3 separate regions of the Mus musculus genome follow, and regions 2 and 3 are each linked to region 1. The links are chromatin contacts, called in public HiChIP or PLAC-seq maps. All regions are on one chromosome and are shown on one strand. Each heading gives the region's core, a stretch centred on a gene start, on an enhancer-like site or on the middle of the called end of the contact. The rest is flanking DNA. Distances are from core to core; before and after follow the strand shown.

Region 1 (2,700 bases), core at 185-2,684:
CTGAGTTCGAGGCCAGCCTGGTTTACAAAGCGAGTTCCAGGACAGCCAGAGCTATACAGAGAAACCCTGTCTAGAAAAAAACAAAAACAAAAACAAAAACAAAACAAAACACCCCCCAAAAAAAACACCAAAAATCCAAAAAAACAAAAAACAAAAAAACCAAACAAATAAACAAAAAAAAAAAAAAAAAAAAAAACCAAACCCTTAAAATACCCAGATAGAACATGTACTCTGTGTGCTTTGGTGATTTTGTCTATGCTATGAGTGGGCTCGTGGGGGATTTGCTGTTAATATTACAGCTAACCCTGAAATGTACTTTATATATATCATACAGCCATGCAGAAAGTGTAATTCAACGCACTTTTCCCCTCCCCCACGCCCATACTCATACTCAGAGAGAGCTAATCCAGCCACAACATTAAAAAAAAAAAAAAAAAAAATCAGCCCGGCGTGGTGGCGCACGCCTTTAATCCCACCACTTGGGAGACAGAAGCAGGCAGATTTCTGAGTTCGAGGCCAGCCTGGTCTACAAAGTGAGTTCCAGGACAGCCAAGGCTACACGGAGAAACCCTGTCTCGAAAAACCAAAAAAAAAACCCCAAGAAAAAACCCGTTATTCTTCAAAGAAGCTGTTTAGAGGTCACCCGTGTTTTAGTTCAGCTTAATCTTTTTTTTTTCAGTCATCTTTGTTGTGTTGACAAACTCCTTAACCATCCTGGCTGGTGACTACAGGTAGCAGCTTCCGCGGGGCAGAAGCTGTGTTCTAGAAGGATTAAGGACTCCAAACGCCAAGGAGCAGCCAGGGCTCGCTAGGAGAGAAGTGTGGAGTTGAAGGCGGTGGAGGGCGCTGGGGGCTTCTTACAGGTGGCAGGAAGGACAGATCACCCACAGGTGTGGGCGCTCAGCACCCTTCTTGGAGTGGATGAAGGCGGCAGTGTCTGGGAAGAGGCGGCGCCGCAAGTGAGCGGAAGCCGGTCTTGGATAAGTGGGCTGGAGAGCGCAGGGCTGAGCCGGCGAGCACCCTGGCGGGGCAGCGGAGACCACGGGATCGGGTGGATTAGGGGCCGCGCGGAGAATGCAGCACTGAGAGGAAGCCCGGGCCCGGACCTGGGGTGCAGCTCCGGTGCTGGGGAGTATGGACACCTTGCAGGGGCGTCAGTTCAGAGTGTGCAGATCGGGCGCGGGACAGGGTGAAGTCTGGGACTTCGCGCTCGGGCGGGAAGTGGTGAAGCTTCGAGGTGTCTTTCCTGAATGTGTCCCTCTCCCGCCCGAGGGAAATTCGGGAACCCATCCTTCCCCGAGCTCAGGAGCAGCTGGAGCAAGGACCCTAGGCAGGGGGCGGGGCCAAGACCGGCTCCTGGCAGCCGGCCAATGGGCGCCGCCCCCGTAAGGCCACGCCCCCGCCCCCGTCCGGAGCGCACTGGCTGGGCGGCGCAGACCCAGCTTGGGACGCGCGGTCTCAGCGCTGTGGCCATGCCTGGCGGCACCCTAGCAGCTGTCCTGAGCCCGACACTACCCCAGTAGAGGACTCCCCGGGCCCGGCTGGCCCGGCCATGCAGCTAGAGACGCAAGACGCGCTGTACGTGGCGCTGGAGCTGGTTATCGCTGCGCTGGCGGTGGCGGGCAACGTGCTGGTGTGCGCCGCGGTGGGAGCCTCGAGTGCATTACAGACCCCCACCAACTACTTTCTGGTATCCCTGGCGACGGCAGACGTGGCCGTGGGACTCTTCGCCATCCCCTTTGCCATCACCATCAGCTTGGGCTTCTGCACGGACTTCCACGGCTGCCTCTTCCTCGCCTGCTTCGTGCTGGTGCTCACACAGAGCTCCATCTTTAGCCTCTTGGCGGTGGCTGTCGACCGATATCTGGCCATTCGCGTCCCGCTCAGGTGAGACGAATCTTTCTTGCCTTGGCCGGGTTAAAGTTCTAAAGAGGGGCGCCCTCTCCAGGCCCACGGTTTTACTTTCTGGACTCCCAGATGGGCCAGATTAGGAGCACGCTGGGCACTGGAGTGGAGGACGCACTTTCTCCAGCACGCTTGTTCTGCCGGCTATCAAGACTCTCCTGGGTTGACAGAACAGGCCACTGACTGGGTCCCCTTTTGGAGTCAGGGATGCTCTAATTGCCCCTAGTTTAGGGAATCTGCATAAGAACACCCTTAGGGGCGTTGAGAAGTGCTCGTCCGACGAGTTACCTGCCAAGGAAGGGCTCAGGAAGCTCTAGATTCCTTAAGTTTTGTGGACGTTCCCGGCCCTCTGGAGAGACAGAGCTGCTGCCCGGAGTCGGGCATGCAGATCAAAGCTGCTGCCAGATGCAGTCCTGTGCGGAAAGGGCGCGGAGAAGCTTCAGCTAAGAACGAGGCAACTTTAGACGCTGGAATTGGTACTTTTAGAAGGGTCATAGGGTCTAACGACACAGCTTTAAAATGTGCCTACTTCGAAATGAGGCAGCCAGGCTCAACTCTGATGGGAAACTCTAGGAACATTGGTCCCTACTAGCTTCGCGGTGGCTCAAAGTATTCCCAGACATTTTAAAGAGCTACTGTGCTTACTGGTTCAGTGAACACTGACAAGACAGTCTTAGAGCCTCTAGCCCATTGTGTAACCTTATTTGTATACTGCTGCAGTGCCCAGGAGCCTGAAGAGGCCCAGAAAACTGGTGAGGGCTCCCTGTTCGCTGGCTCTCAGAGTATACCTAAATC
Region 2 (2,700 bases), core at 17-2,516, 130 kb before region 1:
GAAGTGCACGGATATTCTCGAGAAGAGCCGCTTTGAAAGAGAGAAGCTGCTCAACATTCAGCAGCAGCTGACCTGTAGCCTACGGAAGGTTGAGGAAGAAAACCAAGGCGCTATAGACATGATTAAGCACCTGAAGGAAGAAAATGAGAAGCTGAATGGGTTCCTAGAACATGAGCGGTGTAATAATAGTGTGATGGCCAAAACTCTGGAGGAATGTCGAGTTACCTTGGAAGGCTTGAAAATGGAGAATGGGTCCTTGAAGGCTCTTTTGGAGGCTGATAAGCAAAAAGCCATAGAGGCCAGCAGTACTGTGGGGCAGACAGCAGAGAACTTCGAGGTTCAGGAGATGCTGAAAGTGGCTCGAGCTGAGAAAGATCAGTTGCAGCTGTCTTGCACAGAGCTCAGACAAGAATTGCTAAAGGCAAATGGTGAAATTAAACATGTTTCCAGCCTGCTAGCTAAGGTAAGAAGACAGTTCTCAACTAGTATTTGTTGACATTTCTCTTTGAGACCTTAACATTGTGAACCAAAGAGAATCAATTATTCAACTGTATTTGTGAATCTAAGCCTTCTGATTTGGAAATCTATTAGAATTTAGGCAGGTTAGCTCTGGGGATTCCAAATTTTAAAACAAAACAAAACACAAAACAACAACAACAAAAAAAACCCACCCAGATTTCTGTACAGATAGATAAAAAGATTAGTGGAAATACTGTAAATTACATCAGATGATATGGTGTAGTGATGAAGACCGTCAGGGGTGACCTGTGTCTTGGTGGTAGAATACTTTCATAGCCTCCTTGAGACTTTAGATTTGATCCCTAGCTCCACACAAAAATAGGATAAAATAAGATTTAGAACCATCCTGTATACATTGATGGACTTTTTGATACATTTAATACTTTGTGAGCATATTCTAGCACTGGCTTTTTAAAATGTTGCTTTCAATGCCAGCTAGTACTTATCATGCAACTATTTTATACTCACTAGTCCACTGTTATTGCTATGTGTGTATTATTGGTTGTTTATGTTCTTTCTTGTCTTAGAATATTAAAAGTAAATTTTTATATATCTCTGATTATTTCTTCAGGAGAAATTCCTAGACGTTGACTTAGTGAGTCAAAGAGTATAAACATTTTAAAGACTTTCAACACATTTAGCCAAACTGCCTGCCAGAAATAATATGCCAATTTGTTCCCACCAGTTCATGAGAGTACTTGCATCCTTGAGCCGTTGCCAAAACTTAGTACTAAATTATGTCATTCAAGTCTGTTAATCATTTCCTGAATTTTTTTTTAGCTTAGAGCCCAAGATTAAATAAGTGGTCATGGCTTTCATTTTTAAAATAACTCTTTGATTTGGCTGGAATGTTGTTGTGTGATACAGGATTATTGGTGGTCACTTTGTGATAGTCGTCTGCCTCACAGCATGCAGGCTGGCTCCTTACTCCTGTCTTTCCAGCTCTGGATCTGTGACTTGGGAAACTGCTGGGGGAGGGTGGGGGGAGGGTGAAAGCATCCTCCCCCTTTATTTGATGGTTGTCAGTGTTTCAAAAAAGCAGTTTATGTTGCGAGCATAAATGTGCAAGTACTGCAGCGCAAGCATTACCGGTGAAGTTCCGTAGGCCTGCAGAGGGGCTGCCTGCCGGGGCAAGTGCCTTACTGCTGGGAGACTTCAGAGAGGTCCCAAGAACACATAGTTCTGGCTGCTGAGGACTGATCAACAGTGCCTAGATGCTGTGCTGCTGACACTCAGGGCATACCTTACACTAAAGAGCAGAATGACTGATGTCAGCTCTGAGCTTGGACATTAAGGGAGCTGCATTGTCCTGTTTCTGATTTCTGTCCCAGCTGAGCAAAAGTACTCCCAGAAACTCTAGATCATTAAGCTTCAGCTTTTACTGTTGACATGACATTAAGCATTTCTTTTTAAAGATTTTTATTGTTTTTAACTATATGTAGGTGTATGTTGTCTATGCATGTGAGTGTAGGTGCCCGTGGAAGCCAGAGGGGTCAGATCTCCTGGAACTGGAGTGATGCTGTTATGAGCTTCCTTGATGTGGGTGCTGGGAACCAAACCCAGGTACTCTAGAAGACCTGCAAGTGCTCTTAACCCTGAACCATCTCTCCAGCCCTATCTTTTTTTTTTTTCCAATTGTGCAGACCAAAGCAGAAAACAATTATTAGTCTAATTTGTCAATTTCTGGAGCCAGTGATCAAAGATCGGACCATATGTATTATAGGCATTCTTAATCATGGACTTGTACTACCTTTTAAAATCAAAGTTGAGCAGGAACGTGTTCAGAACAACACGTTAACTGATGTTAAAACCAACAACCTTTGGTTCAGAGAAAGCAAAGCCTTATAATTAGGAGAACTTTACTCCCTTATGATAAGGTCAACAGCTTTGCAGAAAAAGAAAAAGAAAACGGAAGGAAGGAGAGAGAACTATCAGGAAAGTGGTTTTGGCTAGGCGTGATGGTATCCACCTGTAATCCCAAGTACTTGGTTGGTTGAGGCAGGGAGATTATGTATTTGATGCCAGCTAAATAGTGACTCTGTCCCAAAAAACGTCCGGAAGAGAGCAAGGGAGGAGAGGAATGAGAAAAGGAAAAAAGAGAGGAGGGGAAGGGATTTAAAAGTTTATTGAGCTATAATGCCAAAGTGAATGGATCAGAGCTGTCTAGTATGTTCCTGTGGC
Region 3 (2,717 bases), core at 71-2,570, 190 kb before region 1:
TATGTAGACAAGGCTGGCTTTGAGCTCATAAAGATTCCTTATTGTATTTTTCTTTCCTTTTCTCCCTCCCCCTCCCCCCCTTTTTTTTTTTTTTTTTTTTGCCTATTCATATACAGGATTACACTGAATTTTTTTTTCTAGTCTTGTACTTGCCTTCCATATCTGCTATGGTATATTTTTTCATATTGCCAAATTCTACTTGCTAATGGTGTTTATTTTTAAATTATTTATGTGCATGGATGTTTTGCCTGCATATGCATCTATGTACCATGTGCATGCCTCTTGCCTGCTGGATCCAGAAGAGGGTGCTGGATCCTCTGGAACTAGAGTTACAGACAGCTTTGAGCAATCATAGGGTGCTGGGAATTGAACCTTGATCCTCTAGAAGAGCAGCCAGTGCTCTGAACTGCTGAGCCATCTCTTCAGACGCCTGCTAGAAGTGTTTTGAGAATTTTTATTTTTAGCAACTGAGCATGGTGGTACATACCTGTAACGTCAACACGGAGCCCAAGAGGACCATATGTGTGACACTGGGATACATGTGTTCCAGCCTGTCCTGAGAGATGGAGGGATGCATGGATCAAGACACTGTCTCAAAAAGCATGCCTAATATAGTAGTGCACACTTGTGGTCCCAGCACTTGGGAGACAGAGGCAGGAGGATCACTGCAAGTTAGAGGTCAGGCTGATCTATACACACAGTCCCAGGCCAGCCAGGGCTACATAGTGAGACACTGATTTAATAACAACAGCAGCAACAAGGATCCTCTTCACTGTGATTCCTGTGGGTCTGTACTTTCATTTTCTGTGTGGGTTTGGAGTCAGATTCTACTACTTCAGAAGATACACCCTTCCATTTCTGATGAAACTGTGTAGAGTCGGTATTAATTCTTCATTAACTATCTGGTGAATCCCCTGGTGAAACTTTACTGCAGTTAGAGTTAGTTTTCATTTTGTTTTTTCATTAAGAAGGGAAATTTTTTTATTTGTTTTGAGACAGGGTCTTTTGACACAGGCTGTGCTCAGACCCAGTATGTAGCTGAGGATGGCTCTGAACTTCTGATCTTTCTGCTTCCACCTCCCCCACGTGGGATGCCGGACGCATGGCAGCAGAGGAGTTTGTGCAGTTCTAGGGACTGAACAAGAGCTTTGCATCCAAGGCAAGCGCTCTACCAACTGAGCTACATCCCCAGTCAGAAGGAGGCTTATTTTTAAAACTACAAAGGCAAACTTCCCTAATGCTTGTAGGACTGCTCAGATTCTCCACACCACACTGAAGGAGGTGAGCTCACCAAGCAGTCAGCTGTTTCTCCTTTGTTCCATTTCCTGTGTGTGGAGGGCAGTTATTCATACTGTCCTTGAATTCATGCTTTGAGTCCACAGGGTCTTGGCAATGTCTTTCTGTTTAACTCTTGATATTGATCATTTGTATTCTCTCTCTCTCTCTCTCCCTCCCCCCTCCTCCCTCCCCTCCCTCTCTCCTTCTCTCTGTTGTTAGTATTGTTGTTGTGATTTAGACAGGGTTTTGCTCTACCTAGCATTAGCCCATAACTCAACATGTAGCCCAGACTTTCCTCAAATTCACAGCAATCCACCTGCCTCAGTCTTCCAAATGCTGGCGTTATAGAAGTAAGCTGTCATCCTGACTTTTTTGTTAGCTTTAATAGAGGTTTGCCAATTTTACTGACTTTTTAACAATCAGCATTTTCATTAATTTCCTCTATCCTTTTCTGTTTGTGACTTCATTGATTTTTGCCCTATATTATTTTCTTAGCTGTATAATGGAGATATCTCACTTCTCTACTATAATTGTTAGAATGGAATGAAGGTAGTGCAGAGCCTGAATGTAGATATGACTATAATTGTGGTGATTTCTCCCTTTGAACTATTTCCCAGAGTAGAATCTCTCTCTTGGGAATTACAGCTAAAACAAAACAAAACAAAACAAAAAAACCCCAAAACTTACATTCCTTAGTGTGGAGCACACCTTGTAGGGGGTTGGGCTTAGCCTAAGATTCCCCCCCACACACACACACAGAATCACAGTTGACTGATGTCTAGATTTAAATACATACTAAATCTTTAAAAATTATTTCTATTATTCTTATGTGTGGGGGTATTTTGCCTGCATGTATGTCTGTGCACTACCCACATGCCTTGTGCCTTCTCTCCAGCAACCCAAATACATACAAATTTAAGAACAGAAGAATTGCATAGGCTTATAAACACTTCTCGCCCCCTGACATCTGTCACAGATACTGTAGGGTTGGGAGCGTTTAGGAATCACCTGCTCCGACAAGAAGAGAAGGAAATGGACACTACACGGGAGAGACATGGTGGCCCTGGCAGAGTGGGGAATCTGCATTATCTGATCTAAAACCAGCTCAACATATTAAATCATCCGTGTTATCTCAGGGAGCTTTTCCCTGGCCCTGCAAATCGGGCTCCTTTTTCACGGGTGGGCAGTGATACAACCTGCAGCCCTCTGTAGCATCCCAGTACAGTGCCTCTTATTTCAAGGGCAATGAAATGGAATGTGAATATTTAGCTGGGGTCTACATGGTGGTGCTAATGTGGATGGTTACATGGTTTGCTGTATGGATATATGTACAGCACATTATACATATATATTTATGTGCTATATACACAGAATATTTATATATTAAATGTAATACAATATAAAATTTATCTTCACATGTTACAAACATAACAATTACA

Evidence for each region. HiChIP or PLAC-seq counts read pairs in DNA pulled down with a chosen protein or histone mark.
Region 2: an H3K4me3 HiChIP or PLAC-seq map of bone marrow-derived macrophages shows a contact between it and region 1, with 6 times the contacts expected there. The contact joins the enhancer-like site here to the promoter of Adora2b in region 1. A contact is called at or near these places in 9 of 39 promoter capture datasets (the C10 cell line, the HPC-7 cell line, cranial neural crest and 6 more), 3 of 15 datasets of contacts at CTCF or cohesin (CD8 T cells, the NIH/3T3 cell line and large pre-B cells), 14 of 484 Hi-C or Micro-C datasets (B cells, the HL-1 cell line, bone marrow-derived macrophages and 7 more), 21 of 115 datasets of contacts at active chromatin or transcription factors (CD8 T cells, the HPC-7 cell line, Th17 cells and 14 more) and 3 of 9 other capture datasets (adipose tissue, liver and pancreatic islet).
Region 3: a contact with region 1 is called in an H3K4me3 HiChIP or PLAC-seq map of bone marrow-derived macrophages, with 4 times the contacts expected there. The contact joins the enhancer-like site here to the promoter of Adora2b in region 1. A contact is called at or near these places in 8 of 39 promoter capture datasets (the HPC-7 cell line, the SN4741 cell line, cranial neural crest and 4 more), 3 of 15 datasets of contacts at CTCF or cohesin (the NIH/3T3 cell line and large pre-B cells), 13 of 484 Hi-C or Micro-C datasets (the 3T3-L1 cell line, the BV-2 cell line, the HL-1 cell line and 8 more), 19 of 115 datasets of contacts at active chromatin or transcription factors (CD8 T cells, acute myeloid leukemia, bone marrow-derived macrophages and 12 more) and 4 of 9 other capture datasets (adipose tissue, liver, macrophages and 1 more).

Annotation. Positions count from the first base shown.
Region 1 is chr11:62,247,550-62,250,249 of GRCm38.p6, forward strand. It overlaps Adora2b (adenosine A2b receptor), which reads left to right and starts at 1,435. Exons shown (of 2, transcript NM_007413.4): 1 at 1,435-1,887. The coding sequence starts at 1,553.
Region 2 is chr11:62,118,820-62,121,519 of GRCm38.p6, forward strand. Specc1 (sperm antigen with calponin homology and coiled-coil domains 1) reads left to right here. Exons shown (of 15, transcript NM_001281818.1): 4 at 1-463. Among named protein-coding and RNA genes, the nearest start is that of Gm39985, 26 kb to the right of the region's middle. Within about 2 kb of position 1,267, at least 23 of the 459 cell types and tissues checked have an H3K27ac peak or open chromatin away from gene starts, as enhancers often do. A contact at or near this core is called in bone marrow-derived macrophages and pancreatic cancer cells, where this site is marked.
Region 3 is chr11:62,057,136-62,059,852 of GRCm38.p6, forward strand. The region is part of intron 3 of Specc1 (sperm antigen with calponin homology and coiled-coil domains 1); the gene reads left to right. Among named protein-coding and RNA genes, the nearest start is that of Gm39988, 8.1 kb to the left of the region's middle. Within about 2 kb of position 1,321, at least 9 of the 459 cell types and tissues checked have an H3K27ac peak or open chromatin away from gene starts, as enhancers often do. A contact at or near this core is called in bone marrow-derived macrophages, neural stem cells and trophoblast stem cells, where this site is marked.